Linked DNA regions of Triticum aestivum: region 2 is linked to region 1. The links are chromatin contacts, called in public Hi-C maps. All regions are on one chromosome and are shown on one strand. The core of a region is the stretch at or near the end of the contact, and the rest is flanking DNA. Distances in the headings are between cores, read along the strand shown.

What was found. A called contact is a pair of places that touch in the nucleus more often than the background predicts.
Region 2: a contact with region 1 is called in a Hi-C map of leaf, with 5 times the contacts expected there. The contact joins the promoter of LOC123165780 here to the promoter of LOC123171053 in region 1. A contact is called at or near these places in 3 of 5 Hi-C or Micro-C datasets (all in leaf).

The regions. Positions count from the first base shown.
Region 1 is chr7D:228,663,881-228,668,739 of IWGSC CS RefSeq v2.1, forward strand. It overlaps LOC123171053, which reads right to left and starts at 2,736. Exons shown (of 5, transcript XM_044588716.1): 1 at 2,505-2,736; 2 at 2,304-2,417; 3 at 2,189-2,216; 4 at 1,635-1,819; 5 at 1-584. The coding sequence starts at 2,708. The coding sequence ends at 27. It overlaps LOC123169012 (chorismate mutase 2, cytosolic), which reads left to right and starts at 4,697. Exons shown (of 5, transcript XM_044586875.1): 1 at 4,697-4,859. The coding sequence starts at 4,742.
Region 2 is chr7D:229,129,335-229,134,013 of IWGSC CS RefSeq v2.1, forward strand. LOC123165780 (transcription termination factor MTEF18, mitochondrial) reads left to right here and starts at 1,323. Exons shown (of 1, transcript XM_044583512.1): 1 at 1,323-3,609. The coding sequence starts at 1,628. The coding sequence ends at 3,523.

The DNA.
Region 1 (4,859 bases), core at 1,486-3,985:
GCATCTTTGTCACTTCCCTTCAGGTATCAGCCAACCACAGTGAAGTCCTTGGGAGCAAAAAGCACCCTCACATCGAACTGGCCATACTTCAAGACCGAATTGTCAGGAGACCTAACAGCTCCAACAGCTCCTTGCTCAAAAGTCCACCAAAACAGCGATTCCTCCAGTTCCAAGCAAACATCCAGTTTTCCCTTGGCCTTCACTGCGACGACATGCTGGAGCAGCTTCTCGTCACCAGAGAATTTGCCATCAAACAGCACAATCTCATGAGCAAAGCCACTGATGAATGCGGCGAATCGCAGATGATGAGGGTGCTCAACCTTTGCAAAGACCTGTATGACAACCTCCACACTCCCTGCAAGCAACAGGTAGTCCATGACCAGGCTGCAACGGTCGCCTGTTATCTGCCCATCTATCATCAAATCTAAGTCATACTGCCCCTCAATCTCAGCATGCGCAAGAAGTAATCGCTTGTCGGATGATCCATCTCCTTCGCACTTTTCCCAAAGATCAACTTCTAGTAATGCCTTATCCCATATGTACATTCCACGGCAAGGGCTACAAAGAGGCAATGCAAGGGAATCCTACAATTAAGCAACGTTAGTAAATGTCGGAACACAAAGAGATATGTCAATCCATTTTTACATACATCAGGAGTACGTATCAATAGAATAATAAACTCAATAAGACATGCATGATCATGTTTAAATTAAAGTTCAACACTGTTTGTTTCTAAGTACAGAGCACATATATTGTTTCGTTTCATTCCAAATGTACGGCATGCATGTATTTTTCGCTTTTTCCCCACTCATTCATATATCATGTCAACCGCCTCAGAGTTCACGGTAAGCATTCACCTATATCAGGAAGACCGAGAACGTCATGATAATCCCCACATACTGATACCGTGCTGTTTTTTTATTTTCAGTCAGTAAAATAAGCCTTACAAACATTAATATGATTAATAGGACGACCAGTTTTGTATGTTACTGATAATACAATTATATCAACTTCTTGGGATTTAATAGAGCTTTAATCGTAAGATGACTAGTTTTTGCATGTTTCTGTAGAGTTTTGCATCTGTTGGTTTACAATCACAGAAAGCTTCAGACATCTGACGGCATGTTGATGTAATCACAGAATGCTTAACAACATGCAACGTGATGAGCCGGCGCTCAAGAAGATAATGAAAGGGGCAACAGCACAACATACTGGGATTATTATTACTGTAGTTAAGACTTAAGACCCAGTGACCATTTTATCAGCCAAAAGTAGCATTCTGCAACGGAAGGGTTAACTGGAGTCCACACAGGTACAATTACACCACGAACATAGAAAATGGTGGACTAAGGCCCTGTTCGGCAAATCGCCACGGAGCGGAGCCAGCGGAGCGGCCTTCCAGCCACTCCTCAAATTAGAACTAGATCCAGCTCCGCTCCGGCGTGGAGTTAGAGAGTGGAGAGAGTCCGAACAGCCCCTAAATGCCCTTATATTGATTTCCTTTGGATAGAACCAGTGCAAGCAAGCATTAATCAACATAATCTCAGTCGTACTACTGTTTAACATCGACCATTGTTGAGGAACCCAAAAAATCGCAAGGAAACAAAAGAAGTCTAGCTTGATGAATTACGTACCTGGTGAATCACGAGAGCGTCGTCTCTGCAGGGACGGTTAAAGACAGGATTTCGTAGTGGCTCCAAGTCATCCCGGACAGCAACTACTCCATAGACACTGACCGGATAGGGCTCAGAACAAGTTACCTTCAGTCCAAAGATCTGTATCATCTTTCCCGGATCACGGTATCCAAGCGTTGATTTAGCTGCACATACAGAGATGGCAAAAATAAATTGCTACATACAAAATCGCTCCGTCCGTAATTAACTGTCGCTGAAATGAATGTATCTACACAGTACATACTTAGAACACAGTAACAGATTAGTTACTAGGCTAGCTAGGAATTTGAGGCATCAAGTACAGTGGCTTACTACTGGAAGTAACATGGGTTTTGTATTCACGGTGGTGGCAGTGATCCCTCCTGATGCACAGCCCTGACGCCTCAGGGAACACTTTGAGAGGACAAGCGGGGAGAAGGGCATTCTCATCTCCACTCGCTAGAATCTCATTACACATCCTCTGGAATTCAATGTTCCCTTTGGTGTATGCCTCCATCCATGCTGCGTCTACTCGCCTTGCTTCTTTCCTGGGGAAGTTCTTCCCTGAAGAATCAAGTCAGTGCAGACTGTAGAATCAATCTCGGCAGTTATTTTTGGGCAGAGCGTGCTCTGGAGAATAATAGTACGTACCTGGGCAATTTGTCTCCTCGTCGTCCGTCGCCAGTGCATGCTCGTCGTCCTCGCTTGTATACTCAGGATCATCGATGTCGAACTCTCCCCAGCGGATGAGAGGTGGCTCTGAAGCTGCATGCGCAGTTACACAAAGAATTGAGCAACAGTTACACAAAGATTAATTGGAAAAATATAAAGACGCTAGGCGGTAATACTCACTGCCCAGCAGGTAGTCACACGTATACTAATGTCGAGAGGCTCCCCCTCTTCTTCCTCCTCCTCCTCCTCGCGTGTATCATGGGGACGCTGGGGCGTGGGACCAGGATCTGAGGGGAGCTCGAGGCTGAGCGGATCGCCGGGGTAGCGGCCGCCGGGAAGGGCAGGGCCAGGAGAGTGTTGCTCCTCCGCCGTGAACATGGCCATGCTTAGGTCGGGCTTACCACGCGGCCAACTATTAGAGAGACTAGTACAGGACCGTTTCTTCCTTGGGGGCACGAGTGCACCTATGGCTATTTGTACGTAAGCATAGCGGTCGCTATGTGGACTCCGGACTTGAGCCGGGGCGCATTGCAGCGGTTCCATAGGGAGCGGTATTCCGAAGGTTTCATGAAGCTTCGGGGGCGTTTGTCCACTTTGCGTTTTCCTGCTGTTTTTTTTCCTTTTCGTCTTTTTTTTTCTTCTACGGTTTTTCATAACATTTTTTCTTTCCTCTTTTTTAATTAATAATCTAAAAAAAATTGAACATTTTTATTAATGTCAGTAACATTTTTCAAATTTTTTGAACATTTTTTAATCTGCGAATAAAATTTTCAAATATGAGTACATTATTAAAATTCACGAACATTTTTTTTACAAACTGCATTTTTATAAAAATCTGTGGAAACCAAATTTTGTGATTTTAAAATTCACGAACATTTTTCTGTGATGACCTCGGTTTTAGACGGGCGTTGCGATGGCATCCCCCGTTATTGAGTTTGTAGGTGTGGAGTGGTGGCTTTAGGTTGTGTGATGTATATTTTTGCCAAAACTTTGTTGAATAATTAAACAAATATGATTGTGTGCATCTTTTGATGGAGAAGTTCAGAGTTTCAACTTCCTTTTCTATAAAAAAGGACCATTCGTCCTCTAAACGATCCACTGATTTCTTGTTCAAATTGGTTGTAGAAGACTCTCGCTAAGGCCGTGGACACTGATGCTTTTTCTAAGATCATCTCCAAGATCCGCACATCTCCTATCGCCTTATGTCTTGCAACTACTCATCCGGGAACTGAAGATATTTTTCTTTGCCTGTTATCCTTGGCTTGCGCGTCTTGTAAGTGTTACAGAAAGAGAAGTGCTATGCACACGACAAACTATAGGCGATGCACGCATGATGGTTAAATCTGGCTGGACATACATATGATTAAGCAAGTTGCCGGCCACTGGATTGTTTTGTTGTTCATAAATCGTGCACTTGTATCGTGCATGGAGCAGTTCCGTTACAGAAACTTACTTTCGTGTTTACGTTGTACTAACATTGTTGGATCTTTGTCATGTTGGCTTTATTTATAAAGTCGGACTATCAACTATTCTCTAAAAAAATCTTGGTGGATATATGAACACGTTAAACACCAAGAAGATGCGCTGCTTTGTTTTGAGACTGTTTAAGCTTATCTAATTAGGTAGGCTAGCCCTTTCGCTACTAGTATAATGTGGAGGTAGAGGGTGATGCCTGCCCACCATCATCGGATCACGCATTTGCCAAATTTATCCACTATCTTGGAAGCTTTAGCATTTCCCTTTCCAGTGACGATGATCCAACAGTATGTGCCGCCGCCTGTACGAGATGCGCGCATGACAGCACTCCACATTTGTTCACATCGTGTTTGACCCTGCGCCTTCTGACTTCTCATCTCTCCGAACCTTCAGCAACTTGCACACTCCCTTCATCCAACGCAGACCCTGGAAACTGAGAACAGATTATCGAGTCACATGCACTATACACTGCCCAATTAATCATAGCTGTCCACGTGCTCCCTTCTTTCCGGTTTATAGGGCTCAACTTAAAAATCTCACCAACCAAGATAGATGATAAGCGGTGGAATAATTTTTGTAGTTTGCAAAACCACTCAATTAATGTGCTTGTTTTCCTCAAATAATTGTGTTTATCAATGCATTAATTGCAGTGCATGCATGCATAAAGCACATGCATTGGTCAATTTTCTTTTAATACTTACATGCAATGATTTAATGCACCTTGAAATCTGAACATGTGATGGGGAACAACCAAATTAAGCCCTATAAAACGGAAAAACTAAAATTTTGAGATAAGCCTTATAAACCGAAAAGAAGGGAGTATCAATTTGCTCTCCATTCCGTCACTTCTTTGACCATCCTTCCGCATCCTTCTCGGGAACGATAAATACCCTACATCCATGAGTCTTCTTCACGGGCCTCTCTCTCTCTAGGCAACACCAATGGCTGCACCCTCCTTGTACCTGTACACGTACCTCCTCTCCTGCAACGTGATCACGCTGCTGCTCGTGGTCGTGCCCCCGTGCGCGGGGCTCGGGCTCGACACGGTGAGGGGCTTCC
Region 2 (4,679 bases), core at 73-2,572, 460 kb after region 1:
AAAACCTCTCTGCTCCACCATGACGTAGGAGACAACGACGCAGCAATGGGAACATAGCAGAAGGAGAGACACACCTGATGGAGTCACCGCCGCCGCTTCGCCAACACCATCCATGAACCCTAACGCCGCCGATCTGAAGGATCAGCAAACACACAATGCCATCAACACGCATGATGAGCACCGCCAGTGTGGGAGTGGAGTTGAGGCAGATTTATTCACCTGGGCGCCGCTCCCACCACCCCAATGACGCACCACGACCTACAAATCCAAACCCTGACTACAGAGCAGAGGAACGCCCCCCTCCCCCCTCCTACCGCCGGAGTAGCAGCCGGAGGGAGAGGGGGCCAGCGCCCTGGACGGTGGAGATCGGTGGAAGAAGATCCGCCTCCCTAGTCGCCTGGTTTGTGGCGACAGCTAGGGTAGGGGAAAACGCCTCGCGCAAGTTGGAAGAGTGGTTTGTAAGGTAAAGACTTATAACTCTTGCACGACATTTTAAACATGGTTGGTCTTATGTGCCAACCTCTCAGTATATGAATCAAATGTTGTGTCTTGCGTAATTGTTGGAGGTCGCGCGTATATGAATGAGAGGGGGCTTTCTAATGAGTTGGGTCCAAATGAATCAAAATTTGCATCCTTGGCCTCATCGTTGGAGATCCAAATGTACACAAATGGGGACGGACCTTAAAACAAGTTGGGTCCTAAATGCCAGCCTCTCAATACATAAACTGAATATTGCATACTTTACCAAAAGTGCTTTTTTGATTCCGGGCTCATATGCTCTCGCATGAACAGTAAAATCCAAAAAATAGTAAAAAAATAAAAAAAAAATATATATATATGAACATTGATGAATGTTCTAACTGCGTGCAAAATTTCAAGTCGAAATGACATTCGTGGAGGTCTAGGCAAAAATTATAAAATCGATGCTCCAAAATGCTTCCAACAATAGTTTTTTTAGACCATCAAAAAATTTTTGGCCCAGACCACCACTAATGTCATTTCAACCTGAAATTTTGCATACAGTTAGAAAATTTATCAATGTTAATCACAAAAAAAATCAGATTTTTTTGAAACTTTTTACTATTTTTTTGGATTTTACTGTTCACACGGGAGTATATGAGCTCGGATCAAATACTCCATGTCTTACATACGGGTATGTATATGAGTGGGGTTGTACTTTCTAACAAGTTAGGCCCCATATGTCAACCTTTTCGGCCTTATAACATACTTACTGTACAGCTGCTCCATTTCGGATCGGCCCGGCCCAATAACACACGGATCAGCGTCAAGTCTCTGACCTTTCTGGGCTTTCATCCAAGCGCCAGCCGCATCGCCCCGCAGCCCCCAAACCCCAGGTCCTCCCAGCCGCCTCGACGCCGTCGCCGTCGCCGTCATGGCAGCCGCTCGTCCCGCTGCGCGCCGACCTCCAGCTGCTCGCGCGTGACCTGCGCCCTGACGCAGGCTGCTACCGCGCGACCCTGTTTCGTCTGAGCCTCCGACGTCGTCTTGGCCCCCTGGAATCTGCGACGCGTGCAGGCGTCAGCGGCACGCCGTGGAGCAGAGCCCCCTCCGGCCCTCCCCCGCTTGGTCCTGAAGCTGGCGCGATTCTCGCTGCTTCGTTTTCGCCATGAACAACCACCTTCGCGCCGCATTAAGCGCAGCCCGGCTCCGGTGGGCTCCTGGTGCCCTCGACAAACCCTCCAGAGTGCCGCCGTGCTGTGCTGCCAGCTGGCGGCATGTCCAAGGATCATTCGCGGCATCGGATCGGGTTGCTTCTGATCATGGGATTCAGCGGCGGCCCTATTCAGCTGCTCCCATCCACAGCGAGGGGGAAACCTTGGTGGATGAGGAGGAGGACGAAGTGGATCGGAAGATCAGGCAAATGGAGAGGAGGCGGGAAGTCCGCGCCGCGCAGAAGACGTTCATGGAGTACCTCCATGTCACGCGGGGCATGTGCTTCAGCGACGCCGAGCATATAAGCAAGCGCTCGCCTGTTTACCTGAGCAAGCTGCTGGAGGAGGTGAAGGACGCCCTCAAGGAGCCCCCGGAGGGGGGAACCGAGCTGGTCTTCAGGTCCAAGGTGAAGAAGAGGGACATGAAGGATGAAAGGGTCAGCAAGGCCCTGGTGCGGTTATTTCAGTTCAATCCTGTCAACGAGTTTGAGCCCTTCTTGGAGAGCATCGGCCTCAGACCGAGCGAGTGCAGTGCGTTCTTGCCTCGGGATCTCATGTTTCTCACGGACGATGAGATGTTGCTCGGCAACTTCCGCCTGCTTTGCAATTACGGCATTGCGCGCAGGAAGATAGGGAGGATATACCGGGATGCTATGGAGGTCTTTAGTTTTGGCCATGGTGTGCTTGCATCTAAGCTGAAGGCCCTTGAGGAACTTGGGTTCAGTAGGACCAGTGTGATCAAGCTCGTAATTGCTACTCCTGTTGTATTGGTTCGTGACCCGAATGTGGAATTGAAGATCCTGGAGTGGCTAGACGACATTGGGATCCAGCGGGACTGGATTAGTCAGTTCTTATCTGCTAGGAAGTCTTATGATTGGAGAAAGATGGTTCGAGTTCCCCAGTTCTTCGTTAACTTGGGATTTACTAAGGAAGCTGTTGGTAAATTGGTCAGGCAAAATCCAGATTTCTTGCTGGATGGTTCAGGAAAGATGCTATTTACAGCGGTTCTCATGATGCTAAAAGCGGGATGTGGAAAAAAAGAGCTGTATGATCTTTTTATGGACTTCCCAAATGTGTCGGTCGAGGATTTCACAAGTAACCTACGGAGGGGAATGCTGTTCTTAGCTGAGATTGGCATAAGCGATGAGGATGTTAACAAGTTTGTTCTTTCTCATGGATTAATCCTTGGTTCTGCCCCATTGAAGATGCCAAACAGCATTGTTACAAATCTCAATGTGGGAAAGAGGCGCCTGCGCAAGATTATACTGGAGGACCCGAAACTGTTGATGAGTTACACATTAGGGTCAAAAGTCAGCCAGCTACCAAAAATTGACCCCTTTGAAGCATCATTCAATGAGAGAATAAAATTCTTGAAAAGCATAGGATTTGTTGAAGGCTCTGAAGATATGAAGAAGGCACTCAAAACCTTCCGTGGTAAAGGTGACGAACTACAAGATCGGTACGAGTTCTTAGTGAACAATACTGGGTTGGACCCAAAAGAGGTAGTAAACATGATCAAGCTGGCTCCACAGATTCTGAACCAGAAGATTGATGTGCTCGAGTCAAAGATATCCTTCCTTATAAATCATTCAGGGTATACTCTGAGTGATCTGGTTGCTTTCCCTGCTTGCCTGTCATTTACCGTGGAAAGAACCAAAGTCAGGATTTTCATGTACAATTGGCTGCTAGAAAGGGGGGTGGTTACATCCCGGCTGGCTTTAAGCACAATCCTAGCCTGCTCAGACAAATGTTTCATGAGTTATTTTGTGAAAAAGCATCCCATGGGACCTGAAGTTTGGGAAAACTATAAGAGGGAAGTAGCTAAGGACAAAAACATGCCTTGTAGTTGAGATCATTAGCACCCTTGCCTTTGATGAATTAACTTTTTTCACTGTCTACATTTGCTCACATAATGCTATTCTTTGATAATTAGGCACATCAGCTGTCCTCTTTCATAATGTGGTCGTGTGGATGGTGTTTCTTCTCTGCTGCAGGAACTGACTTTAGCTTGTGCTGGTGATTGTTCCAGGCCAAAGATTCAGTAAACCATCGGACCATGTTTTTGAGAGCTTGACATTTTAGAGTTTGATGATCAACTCGAGGAAAGAAAAAAAGAGTAGTTGTTCCCCGCCCAGTGGTAGTGCTGAATCTATTTCACTTTTCCTGCCTGCAGGGAAACATTATAGATGCTTCAGTATGATATGGTCAAGTATTACTTCCGTCCCAAATTAGCCGTCTTAGATTTGTCTAGATACGGATGTATCTAACACTAAGACAACTAATTCGAGACGGAGAGAGTATTTGATACTTTCAGCTTGTTATATCTTTGGAAATGGCCAATGTCCTTGGTAGGTGCTAGTGGCATGTAACTGGTTCAAGGTGAAGAAAAAGGTTCGCTGCTTTCAGTTTGTTTCGGATTTGCTGTCAACAGATTCTTGTATAGAGAGATGCTGTTAACATAATTTTGGTGCTAGGCAACGCAGCAGTGATCATGTATACCTCATTTCCATCACATGTACCCCGGCACTGAAAGATGATGAATAAGTTTCATTGATACGCAAATATTTTTGCGTGGTTTTGTTTTTCTTGTAGAATTCACGGTGGTCGTATTTTTGGATGGATTTTTACGATTGCACCATGTTGTACAACAACGTGTCTTTCTTTTCCGCGCTAAAGAAATACTCTGTTCCAAAATATAGGGGGTGTTAACTTTACAGAAGTCAAACTGCTCTTTGTTTGCCTAGTTTATAGAAGAAAGTAGGTATAACAAAAATGCCTAATACGTATCGCTAGATTCATCATGAGATATATTTTCATATTTTGTTTATTTGGTATTGGAGATGTTCACATAGTTTTCTATAATCTTTTATGAAAAGACTAATACACCTTATGTTTGGAATAGAGAGAATAATGCATGTTCGCAATGGGCGGGCACCATTCATTCTGTTTAGCAAAGCTTCAAAGCCTTGATGCTTGTGGCATCTGAGCAGCCAGCAGCCAACTGAA